Regions from separate parts of the Zea mays genome. Here region 1 is linked to region 2. A link is a contact called in public Hi-C data. All regions are on one chromosome and are shown on one strand. Each heading gives the region's core, a stretch centred on a gene start, on an enhancer-like site or on the middle of the called end of the contact. The rest is flanking DNA. Distances are from core to core; before and after follow the strand shown. Region 1 holds the start of LOC100281674 (heavy metal-associated domain containing protein). Region 2 has its middle 110 kb from the start of LOC100281674.

Region 1 (5,494 bases), core at 2,871-5,370, 110 kb before region 2:
TATTAGGTGACGATAATCAGTAAAGATTTTGTCGAGTGTCTGACAAAAAAATACTCGGTAAAAAATTTGTTGCCAATATACAGTTAACCGAGTCATCTTTGGCGAGAGCCACACTCGGCAAAGCAGCTGGACGACATGCCAGTGTGAGATGTACTGCTAGCGATCCACTCGATCGAGCACCTACAGCTCTAAACGAAAACGCAGGGGCAGCTGATGCGTGAGCGGGCGCGCAGCCAAAAGCACAGCTCCAAACGAAAGCGGCCAAGCTCGATCAGATCAGATCAGAGATCAGATCAGTTCACAGTTCGAAAAGAGATAGATATATAGTGGAGAGGAGGAAAAAAGCTGGTGGGAAAGAGATATATGTAAGCAATAATAGTGCTGTATAACAAACGAAGCAAGGCATCGATCATGCATGCATAATGCAGACACGGACGGAGGAGGACCGACGGCCCGACCATAGCTAGGTACAAGTACGTACCAGCAGCAAAAGCCAACAGGCACGGCACAGGAGGAGGGAGAAGGTTCGCCACACGCCATCACTGCACGCGCATGATACATCCATCCATGGATTGGTATACGATGCACGTACGGCTAGCAGTAGCAGCCAATGCAAGCAGAAGCGAGATACTAACACATACTGCCTGATTGGTTGCCTGAGCCTTACAAACCAGTCTCGTGCCATCCAGGCTGGCTAGGAACCGAAGTTTTTGACGTATGAGCAGATGCAGTCAAACAGCCTCAAAATAAATTATTTTGCATCCACTCATGCAGCTCACGCTTCTAGTATACAGGCAACCAAACAAAGACTTAAATAAAGTCAATGCACGCACTGATGCAGGATGAGACAGTGCGACTAACCAATCAGAGCGATAGTGCACAGGGTTCTTCGTTCGTTCGTTCACTCGGGTGTTTTGCTAGCAATGCAATGCAACAACTAGCTAGCTAGTTGGTGGACGGCTGGAGATCCATAATCGTCGATCGATCCATCAGGCGAGGAGGAGCTCGGCCTTCTTCACCTTGGAGATGCTCTCGAGGACGCCCGCCGGCGACACGTGGCCCATCACCGTCACCTTCTTGCTCTCCAGGTCGATGCTGAACGACGTCACCCCTGCAGCAGAGCACAGTAGTATCATGCATGATCCTCCTCCTCCTTGCGCCGTCAGTAAAAAAAAAAGGTCAATGAATAATGCATCCATGAACATGCATGCGACCCGCCTAGCTAGGTACACGTACGTACGAGTACGAGTACGACTCATGCATATGCATCTTCTTCGTGCAGTGAGATGACGATGCGTGTTTAGATTTCTTGGATCGATCCCGCCGGCCTCCTACTAGCCACGTACGGCGTGCATATGTGCATGCATGTGAGACGTGACGAATGGGCATCTCTAAAGCCATGCATGTAGCAGCTCCAGGTCGTCACGCGCGCTACACTACACTACACACTGCCACGCTCACGCCCGCAGTAGGAGGCGGCGTCAGCACTTGACCACGTACGGTCGTCGTCGTTTGGCTGGCGGCCGGCCAGTCGTCTACACGTACGGCGGCGCGGACCGCGTCAAATCCAGCACGTGTCGTCTCCCAGCTCGCTCTGTGCTCCCGGCCGGCCCGTGATGAGTCGTCCGTGACCATATGATACTTCCAGCAGTACGTACGTAAAAATAGATATGGCACGCCACTTCACTTGCTAGTATGTATATGTGTACGTATGTATGTAGCTAGTATACATATACGAGTATATATACGGCGATGCATGTACGTACCTTCCATCTTGGAGATGTGCTTCCTGACTTTCCCCGCGCAGCCCTGGCAGTGGATGGCCACCTTCATCACCACCACCTACAAACACACACACACACACGCATGAGTCACACGCATCCATGTTGTACCACCGCGCAACGCACGCAATGCATATGGCCGTCGAATCCTGTGACACCGCCACCAAGAGACCTGCATGCATGCATGTAGCAACAACAACACTTTTTGTACTGACACGCTAGCGCGGCTTGTGTGGGGTGTGGAAGTGGAATGGGGATATATACATGTAGCGTGGTCCACTTGGAACAGTGGCCTTGGTCTGTTACCGTCTCCAGTCTCTCACTACTCTCTGTCTGCGACGAGGGGGGCACGCACTTACCCCCTGCAACGAGCAAGTCTGGCCTGTAGACATGCATGGGTCTTGGTTCGGATTGGATTGGATGGGAGCCCTCCACAGTCCACTCTCCCAGGCCGCCTCTCATCGATCTGCTGCGGCCTGTGGTGTTTGTGTGTGTGATGCTTCCTTTCACTGTGCTCCCAGCACAAGTCCTCTTTGTTCCTTTATTTGGCGTAAATGTCGCTACTGTTTCACCGCTTTTGTTAGTTTTCGTTTTTTTTGTCCCCACCCACTAAAATAAGTACTACTCCTCCTTATGACAGTCACAACCAAGAAACTAGTAATAAGTGATTTCTATAGCCGAAATCACTTATACAAACTAAAATTTCCAACGCTAATTTATTTTTTGCGGTGTCGTTATAAATGTGGACACGACGGCAGCGCAGCCAGCAAGCTGAGACCTGGGAAAGAATGTGGCGTGTGACCTTCACAGATATAGAAACTGGGTGCTCGTCCTAACCGTCAAAATAATGGTTTCTTGCGTCTTCGTTGCGCGGCCGGATTTCTCATGTAGGAAATCATTTGTTCCTCTTTCTAATTAATTTTCTTGATATATAACCAAATTGCCACAGCTAAATTAATAACATAGAAACTAGATGACACACACACCCGCCCCTGCAGGCTGCAGGGTATAAATTTTGATTTAGTCTTCACGCCTGAGCCTGTCAGCTTTTCCTTTTTAATTTCTACTAGCACTCTCTGCTCGCGCTAGCGTGAATTAATTACGCTTACGTAACGTCGTACGCCTAATAAACTGCACAGCATTAATTTGTTATAGTATATATATACTCCACGTAGCATTATCTTAATTGGTCGTTGCGGTAAAAAATTTACTAGGTTATATATACCCGTTCCGATTCCTATAGACGTACGTCAAGCAAAGCGTAGGCATCTCGTAGTGCTTTCTAATCTATTCCTTCGAGCCGTTTGAAGTGAAATGTATATATGGAGGGAGTGTAACTGAATTATTAGCTGTGAATTTTTGGAGAGACAGTAACTGAAATGACCGGATATAACTACCTGCCTACTAGCTACCCAAAATTTAACAGTAAAATAGTAATAAGTACTATAATGTACTGCTGTCCGTCAGTTACGTACGTTACGTTATGTTAATTACCTGGAGCAGCTGGTCGCCTGGAGGCGCCGCGACGGCGGCGGCCTGCGCGCGCTTGGCCGCCGCGGCGAGGTCCTTGGGCGGCGCCTCCTTGCTGGGGCTCTTGGTCACCATGGGCAGCGTCACGGCCACGGGCGCGCGCCGCGGCCTCTCCACGCGCGGCTTGCATGACGCAGTGGCGGCGGTAGCGGTCGGAGGAGGCGCGGCGGCCCTGCTGGGCGCCGAGAACCTCCGCGAAGCGGAGGTGCGGCGGCCCCCGTCTCCGGCGCCGGCGCCGAGGCGCGCGTACCTGACGTCGTGCAGGGCGCGGGCGTCGTCGCTGTCGCGGGTGCGGTCGGCGGCGCGCCGGGCCACCACCATGGACCGCGCGTCCCCCGGCACGCACACCGCCGTCGCCGCCTGCGACCGGCACAGCATCCCGCCCGCCCTCATGCTGCCTCCGCCGCTTCACCTCTCCAGACAGACACACGCCACGCAGCACGCAGCACGAGGAGGACGGATGTATAGAGCGAGCGGCAAAGCCTGAGATTGATTTGCTTCCCTAGCTAGCCTGCAAGGCTTTGCTGCTTTGGATTTGGTTGCTAGCTAGTAGCACCGCAATGCAGAGAGGCGAAGAGGAGGGGGAGGGAGGCAAGAGATTTGTGTTTATCCAGGACCGACCAAGAGAGAAGAGACCGACGAGAGGGAGGGGGGGAGGAGGGTGACGGAGAGGAGAGGGCCGCGCAGTGGGAGCTTAAAAAGAAGCGGTGGGACGGCTGTGATGTGAGAGAGGAGGAGGACAAAGGAGATGGAATCACGGTGGAATTAATGGTGGGGGAAACTTTTTGTAAGCTCTCTCGTAGTCTCGTTTTTTTTTTTTTTTTTTGCTCGCGCCCGCCACCTCGCTTGTAGGCTTGTAGCGTTGCGTCGCCGGTGAGACAAGGTCCGAATTATTGCTCGGGCCACCAGATGCATCGGAGCATGAAAGGAGACGAGCCTGCTGGTGCAGCCTTGCCCCCTCCCTGATCTCTCTCCGGCTCTCCGCTCCGCTCTCTGCATGCGGCAGGTGCGCCGCGACGACGACAAGATCTGGTGCGAGCCGGAATCGCCACTCGCGCTCCGATCCACCAAGCCTGCACGTAGCTGACGTCACCCTACTCAGCTGTACGACGCATAGCTTTTAGTTTTATACCGTACTATACAGGTTGGCATTCTTGCTCTTTTTGTTGCATCGTCATCAGCAGCAAACTGTTGGCTTCGATTTATGGCTAAATATTAGGGGTACGGGAGCGTGGATGGTCTGTGACCTCGCTTCGTTCTACATAGCACTAGGTGATCCACACTTTAGGTTCGGATGGTCCGTAAAGGTCCAGATCTGTCTTCTTTGGAAAACCCTAAAACTCACCTCTCGGGAGGGACCCACCAGGGAAGAAAGTTCTAAGGGTGCCCTGGAGTCAAGAGGCCACCGATACGTCCCTAGCTAGATAACATAGAGTCAAAAAGGGATGAAAATTTAGGGTTGAGGAAAGCTAAACTAGGTCTAAATTACTTCTAGTCCTAATGCGATGAAGAACAAAACAAATAAAGCATATTGTATTGATTTGGATTGATTGTGTTGTGTTCCAATCGATGGTACCCTTCTTCATATATATAGGGGGAAGGTATGTACCCGTTCATAGGCGTATCCCAGTAGATTCTCATGCAGTTAGTCAGATAAACACGCCGGGATAAGAACTCTCACCTGAGTTAATCCTACAATGAGGTCGCAGATTGTCTGCGCTTCTGTAGAGATCACCGTCTGCTAGTTCATTCTTGATAGATCGACGACATTGGATGTGATCGGACCATCTGATCTAAATCTCGGACCGTCCAGCCTTAACGCGGATCGCCCGTCACTCCCTTCTAGACAGTCTGGAACCATGCTAGGCCCACCACATGGCACCCCGACAGTAGCAAACATGACAAAACAGTCCGGATATGCTCTTAGACCATCCGCCGTTTCACACTAGATTGTCCGTTCGTTTAGGGCGGACAGTTCGGATACACATACACATAACTTATTGATGCACACACACCAATTTATTATGCACCACAACATCAATACATTTCTTCCCTACATATCAAAGTCGCAGCGCGCCATACGATCATAGGTTGAACATTGTTTTTGATTGGCCATGGCAAAAAGGCCGGCATAACAATGCCCAGCCAACTGGTCTCCACATCCTAAGGACCGATGGCTTGCC
Region 2 (5,546 bases), core at 2,492-4,991:
AAATTTGAACCGACCAATCGATTTTGCCTTTGAACGCAACACAGTCACATGTCGAGATAACGTTCTAGTGTGCATACATGCACGTTGATATAGGGACTCGATCAGTGCAAGGAAAGCTTGGAAATCGCTGGTCACGGACTCTCGGTAGCAGACAGTACTTTTCCTATAAATTATCTTTTCGATATGAAACTATCTTTTTCAAACACAGACTGAAAAGTTGATGCTCAAATCAGCCAGAGCCATCGAGTGCTACAAAAGCGCCAGGCTTAAAGCCTGGTTGAGAAAGAGAGTCCATGAAAGGCAACGGATCCAACAAAAAGCGTTGGTATTGAATAGTGGACAACTATGCAAGTACCAAGCAAATCTGTCGCATATTCGGTCGCCTTCGAGAACAAACCTTGCATTGGCTACTTATTTTACTTTTTGGGCCGGGTTTGAAGAGTTTGGAAAAAATAGATTCGGATCAGTGGATTTATCGGATCCAATTAAGGCCTTATTCGATTAATCCCGTTACCCATAGATTGGATGGGATTGGAAAAAATTAAGAAGAAGATTGATTTGCTTGGGATATAAATCCATCCAATCCCACTCAATCCACATGGATTGGGAGCTAACCGAACAAGCCCTAATCCAATATGAAATACTACTACCTCAATCCTTTTTTATTTGACGTCAAATAGTATAAAAATAAACTACAAAACGTCAAATAAAAAAATGGAGGGAATAACTTTTAAAATAAATAAAGTTTTGAGTATTTTCTAAAAAAGAATAATGAGATACCTCATATTAATGGGATATGAAAACAAATCATTCCAAAACTTAACAAATAAAAGTCATGCTCCAAAAAAGATATACTAACAAAGAGCTTAATCTTATATGCAAAGGAATATTGGCCACACTTCTCTAAGGGTTCTATTTGAAAACAAAAGGCTATAAGGGATAAATTTGAGGTGCTACAAAACCTAACACTCTAAAAGAATCTTGTCCTCGAGATTAAAGAGTTTCTGCAAAAAATTGAGGGAATTCTGTTCTAAGTTTATCTTCTCTTTCCTAAGTCGCTTCATCCTCTGAGTGATGGCTCCACTAAACTTTGCATATGTTGATTACTTTACTCTTGGTGATTGTACAAGACGTTCCCAATATTTTCACTGGGTATTCGGAATATGTTAGATCATCCTCAATATCAAGTTCCTCCATGGGTAACCGTTCCTCTAGTACTCTTAAGCACTTCTTAAGTTGCGATATCTGAAACACATTAGGCACATCCGATAGTTGTGCGGGCAATTCCAGCCAATATACCACTTCACCTTTTCTTTCCAAGACCGGAAATGGTTCGATTTAACGATGTGATAGTTTTCCCTTAACCTTGAATCTTCTTGTAAAGCCCAAAAATTTGTATCAGAGAAAAATAATGATATAAATAAATAAATAAATAAATTTATGTTAGTGGTTTGGGAATTTTTGAAACATTGGGAGATTAATTAGTTCTCTTCCTATTTCATTTTCAATTAATGGTATCAAATTAGTCAAGTAACCAATAAATAAATAAAGTAATATGCATCTCATGCGAATGATTTTTTTGTGATACATTATATTTGAATAAAGGAGTCATAATTTAAATTTGAACTAAAATTATAAATAAAAATATAAAACAAAAAATGAGTAAAAAGAAAGGAAATGTTAATAAAATCACTCTTCCTTCCGTAATTAAATAATAGGAAGGAGAATAAACAATAATAATAATAATAAATAATATCATTGCAAGCAGTAGAAGTATTAGAATTTTGTTTGATATTTAAAATCTAGAGATTTAAACAAGAATTTAAATTTTGTTTAAATATTTCAAATTGGAAATAGAAAAGAAAAAGAAAACTTTGGGCCGCCAGAAAGGAATTCGGCCCACCCTTGTGTTCCTTCGTGCGCGCGCCGGGCCCATCTCTGCTATCCGCGCGCACCGTTCGGGCATAACACTGGCGAGTCGGGCCCACTTGTCAGCCACTCGTACCGCGCGCAGTAATATCGAAGCTTCCACTAACGCATGGGTCCCGTACATTAGGCTCTCCTTCTTCCCTATCCACATGTGGCGGCTGCAACAGAATCACGCCCATCGCGCGGGTCAGCCGGGTCCTAGCTGGGGGTTTGTTGTGACCATAATCCAAGGGGGCGCTTAGCTCCTTCCAGAACTGATTCTGCAGTCACATGGTTGACTTTGCCCTTGCTTTGGTTCTGTTGTCCTTTTTCTTAAAAGTTGTGGGATGGTGCGTTCTAAGCTAACCTCTCACTGTTATTGGCTTGTGGTGTCTGAAAGTTCCTCTTGGGATAGGCGTTGGCATAATGTCCAACCTCTCCACACTTGAAACAATCATTGGGATGCACTGGGGCGATAGGGTTGTTGACCTTTGCTGGGTGCTGGTGGCAACTCCCTGACGAGTCTACTGACTTCCATCAATCCTTTGCCCATGTTGGTTGTACCTCTGAGCTTGCTGTCTTGAGCATTGGTTCTGGTTTTGGTAATTCCCACTCTGTCCCGCAGAGCGAGAATAAGAATCTTGGTTGCCTTGCTAGTAGTGGACATTCCTGCTAGACTGGCCTGGAGTCTAGGACTTCCTCTTATGGTCAGTCAACTCTTTCCTCTTGCTCTCCAGACGAATAGCCTTATTGAGCAAGGTATTGAAACTAGGGAAACTATGACTCTACAGTTGGTAGTTATGGGGTCCAATCAAGCCTTCTAGAAAACGTTCTTGGCGCTTCTCATCAGTATCTACTTCTGGAGCATAGCAAGATTGTTAGGTAAATTTATCTCTATACTCACTAATGGTCATATTGCCTTAGGTAAGTGACAGGAACTCCTTTTTTAGCTTCATGATGTCAGAGGGAATGTGGTGTGCACGAAAACTGTCGTGGAATTCTTGTAAAGTGATGTTGTTGGCATCTACCTGGGCTGCGGTGTATGCATCCCACCAATCCGAGATGGCTCCTTCTAGTCTTCCAGATGCATATAGGACCCTCTCATGGTTGTTGCTTTGAGAAATATCCAACTTCTTGCTAATGGCCTTGAGCCAATAATTAGCATACAAAGGATCAATGGAATGGGAGAAGGTGGGTGGGTGTTAGCTCATGAATTATCAGTGCTTGTCATGAGCCTGGGGTGCATTTTGCTGCGGTTGCTGTTGTTTTTGCTACAGTTGTAGTTGCTTGTAATACCCAACTCGTGAATAATAATAGAAGAGTTAATCTCCTTATGTGTATTGCCCTCTATTCATGAGAAATATTAATAATCACACTTAAAGTGCCTAAATTAACTAGAGATACATAAATAATCTATGCATCATGCTGGAGATTTTTCTTGTGCATTTAATTAATGCTGAAATTAGGGTTTAACCTAATTTGAAGTCTAGAGATTGAAAATGACATAGAATAGGAAAGGAAAATAATACACATTATAAAGAAAAAAATATATAAATAAATATACCTTTCATACTGGTATTTTAATTTGTGCATTTAATCTAAGTGTGAATTTCACAACAAAATTTGAATTCAAATTTGAAATCTAAAAAAAATAAAAGGAAACAAAAAAGAAAAGGAAAAGGAAAAAGTCGCATGGGCTCGATGAGATCTTACCGGCCCAACTCACTCGCGCAGCCTTCCCGTTTGGGCCCCTGCACGCGCAGTGGATGCCTTTGCCATGTGGGCCAGCTGCACCAACCTCCGCGTGTCACTGCAGCGCGGGACCCGTCTGTCAGTCAGACTTCGCACGCTCGCGCGCGCGGCTGAGTCTGCCTATATCTCTGGCACTGACTCGGAGGGCCCGCTCGTCAGCCGTCTCCCGTGCTTGAACTCTGGTGTCTCACTACTCGTGGACCCCGCGCGCCAAACCCATCCCTAACGGAAGCCCCGACATCTCCATGCGCCGACTCCCTCCAACCCCTCCTCTGCACTCAAGATCTCCAGCTGACTTAGACGTGCGCCATCTTCGCTAAGGGAGGGCACCACGTCGACCACGCGCACCAGCACCCCGAATTGGGATACTCACCTCCGAGAGAGAGAACAGGGAGCCACCGGAGGCCTCCACGGTCGTCCGGCATGCAGTGCACTAATTGGTGCCCTGTGCGAGGTCGGGAGAGTCCGTCCAAGCTCCAGGATCGTGTTGAGGTGGTGGCTGGGAGGGAGTGCGACCTGGGCGCCGCCAATTTGATGCCGTGGCCGCAAATCCGGGGCGCGCCGTGGGCAGGGAAAGACACTACGTAATCATTGTAAGAACTCCCCTTCCCAGATCCGCCATCATTTCAATTTCATTTAGCGATCAACAAAACTAGTGGTCGTGCACCGCGGGGCGGTGCGGGTCTTCCTGCCATGGCGTCGCCACCACGGCATCTCTGTTGGTCGCCGGAGTTCGGCCGGGAGGGGAAGACACGACCTAGCCATCGATCTTCTTCTGAACGGTCCTGACTAGATGAGGATACCCCTTCGGGTGCATTACGTTCGGACCGTTGAGATTGAATCCTAAGGCCAGATGCGGATCGCGTTTCATAAATCCCTAGCCGTCGATCTCAGATCCTGTGGCCCTTAACCCGTACCGGTTCAGTTTAGGTTAGTCGTAATCATGTCCGTTCGGGTCTGATCAGACGGTTGGGATCACATGTGGTCACGACACCGAGGTAGAATTGTAAAAGAGCCCCCGTATTTTCACAGAATCAACCCGCCATCCTAGCACAGTTAGAGAACATTAATTTAGGTCATGTTTTTAGCAGTTGGGTCCCTGCGCTTTCACAAAATAATGGCCGCAGTACAGAACTAAATAAAATAGGATAAAACAATACAGAAAATAGTTTTTTTAGTATGAATATAATTCCAAAAACTTGTGTAAATCATAATAAATCCATTTTAATTCCTTTTTGACCCATTCCAGTTGCATTAATTTTGTTTTAATATTGTTTATCACCTGGTAACTCTGTTTTATCACTAAACATAGACTAGAATTATGCACTTAATCTATTCTATAGCAACCACTTAAAACTTTGAAAAATCGTAACTCATCAACCATAACTCCGAATTTAGTAGTTCTCAAACGTACGATCTCGTTTCGATACGTAGAATATTATCATGCATTCTGTTCTGATGTTTGATGTGATGTTAATTTCTCCTATACTATGTTTGTTTGTATTGCATCGAGTATACGAGCAAGCGACCGAGGACCCCGGTACCCAGCAGGTGGAAAGTACTGAGGAGGAGCTCATTGAAGGCAAGTTGTGCCTTGACCACTTTGTTTACCCAAAAATGTTCTCTATAATCATTTTGGCATGCTTAGGCTTAATTTTGATGGGACCCAATAGGTCACCCTAGTTTGGTCATCTTTACACCTTGTTTACCCCTGAACTTTTGTGTAGTCTTTGCTATTGCTATATGTGGTTCTGGGTGTTAAGATAATTATTACTCATGGTCATGCTTTATTATTGTTGTTCTATTCTATTCATGATAAGACTATTATGTTAATTGGAACATGGAGCTTAACTTGAGATATACGTGCCACCACAAGGGTGGAATGC

The links. A called contact is a pair of places that touch in the nucleus more often than the background predicts.
Region 1: a contact with region 2 is called in a Hi-C map of endosperm, with 4 times the contacts expected there. The contact joins the promoter of LOC100281674 here to the enhancer-like site in region 2. A contact is called at or near these places in 3 of 25 Hi-C or Micro-C datasets (ear, endosperm and leaf).

What each region holds. Positions count from the first base shown.
Region 1 is chr4:78,464,484-78,469,977 of Zm-B73-REFERENCE-NAM-5.0, reverse strand. It overlaps LOC100281674 (heavy metal-associated domain containing protein), which reads right to left and starts at 4,120. Exons shown (of 3, transcript NM_001320726.1): 1 at 3,276-4,120; 2 at 1,767-1,842; 3 at 626-1,111. The coding sequence starts at 3,704. The coding sequence ends at 990.
Region 2 is chr4:78,349,701-78,355,246 of Zm-B73-REFERENCE-NAM-5.0, reverse strand. No RefSeq gene overlaps it. Among protein-coding and RNA genes, the nearest start is that of LOC100281674, 110 kb to the left of the region's middle. Within about 2 kb of position 3,741, at least 20 of the 20 cell types and tissues checked have an H3K27ac peak or open chromatin away from gene starts, as enhancers often do. A contact at or near this core is called in ear, endosperm and leaf, where this site is marked.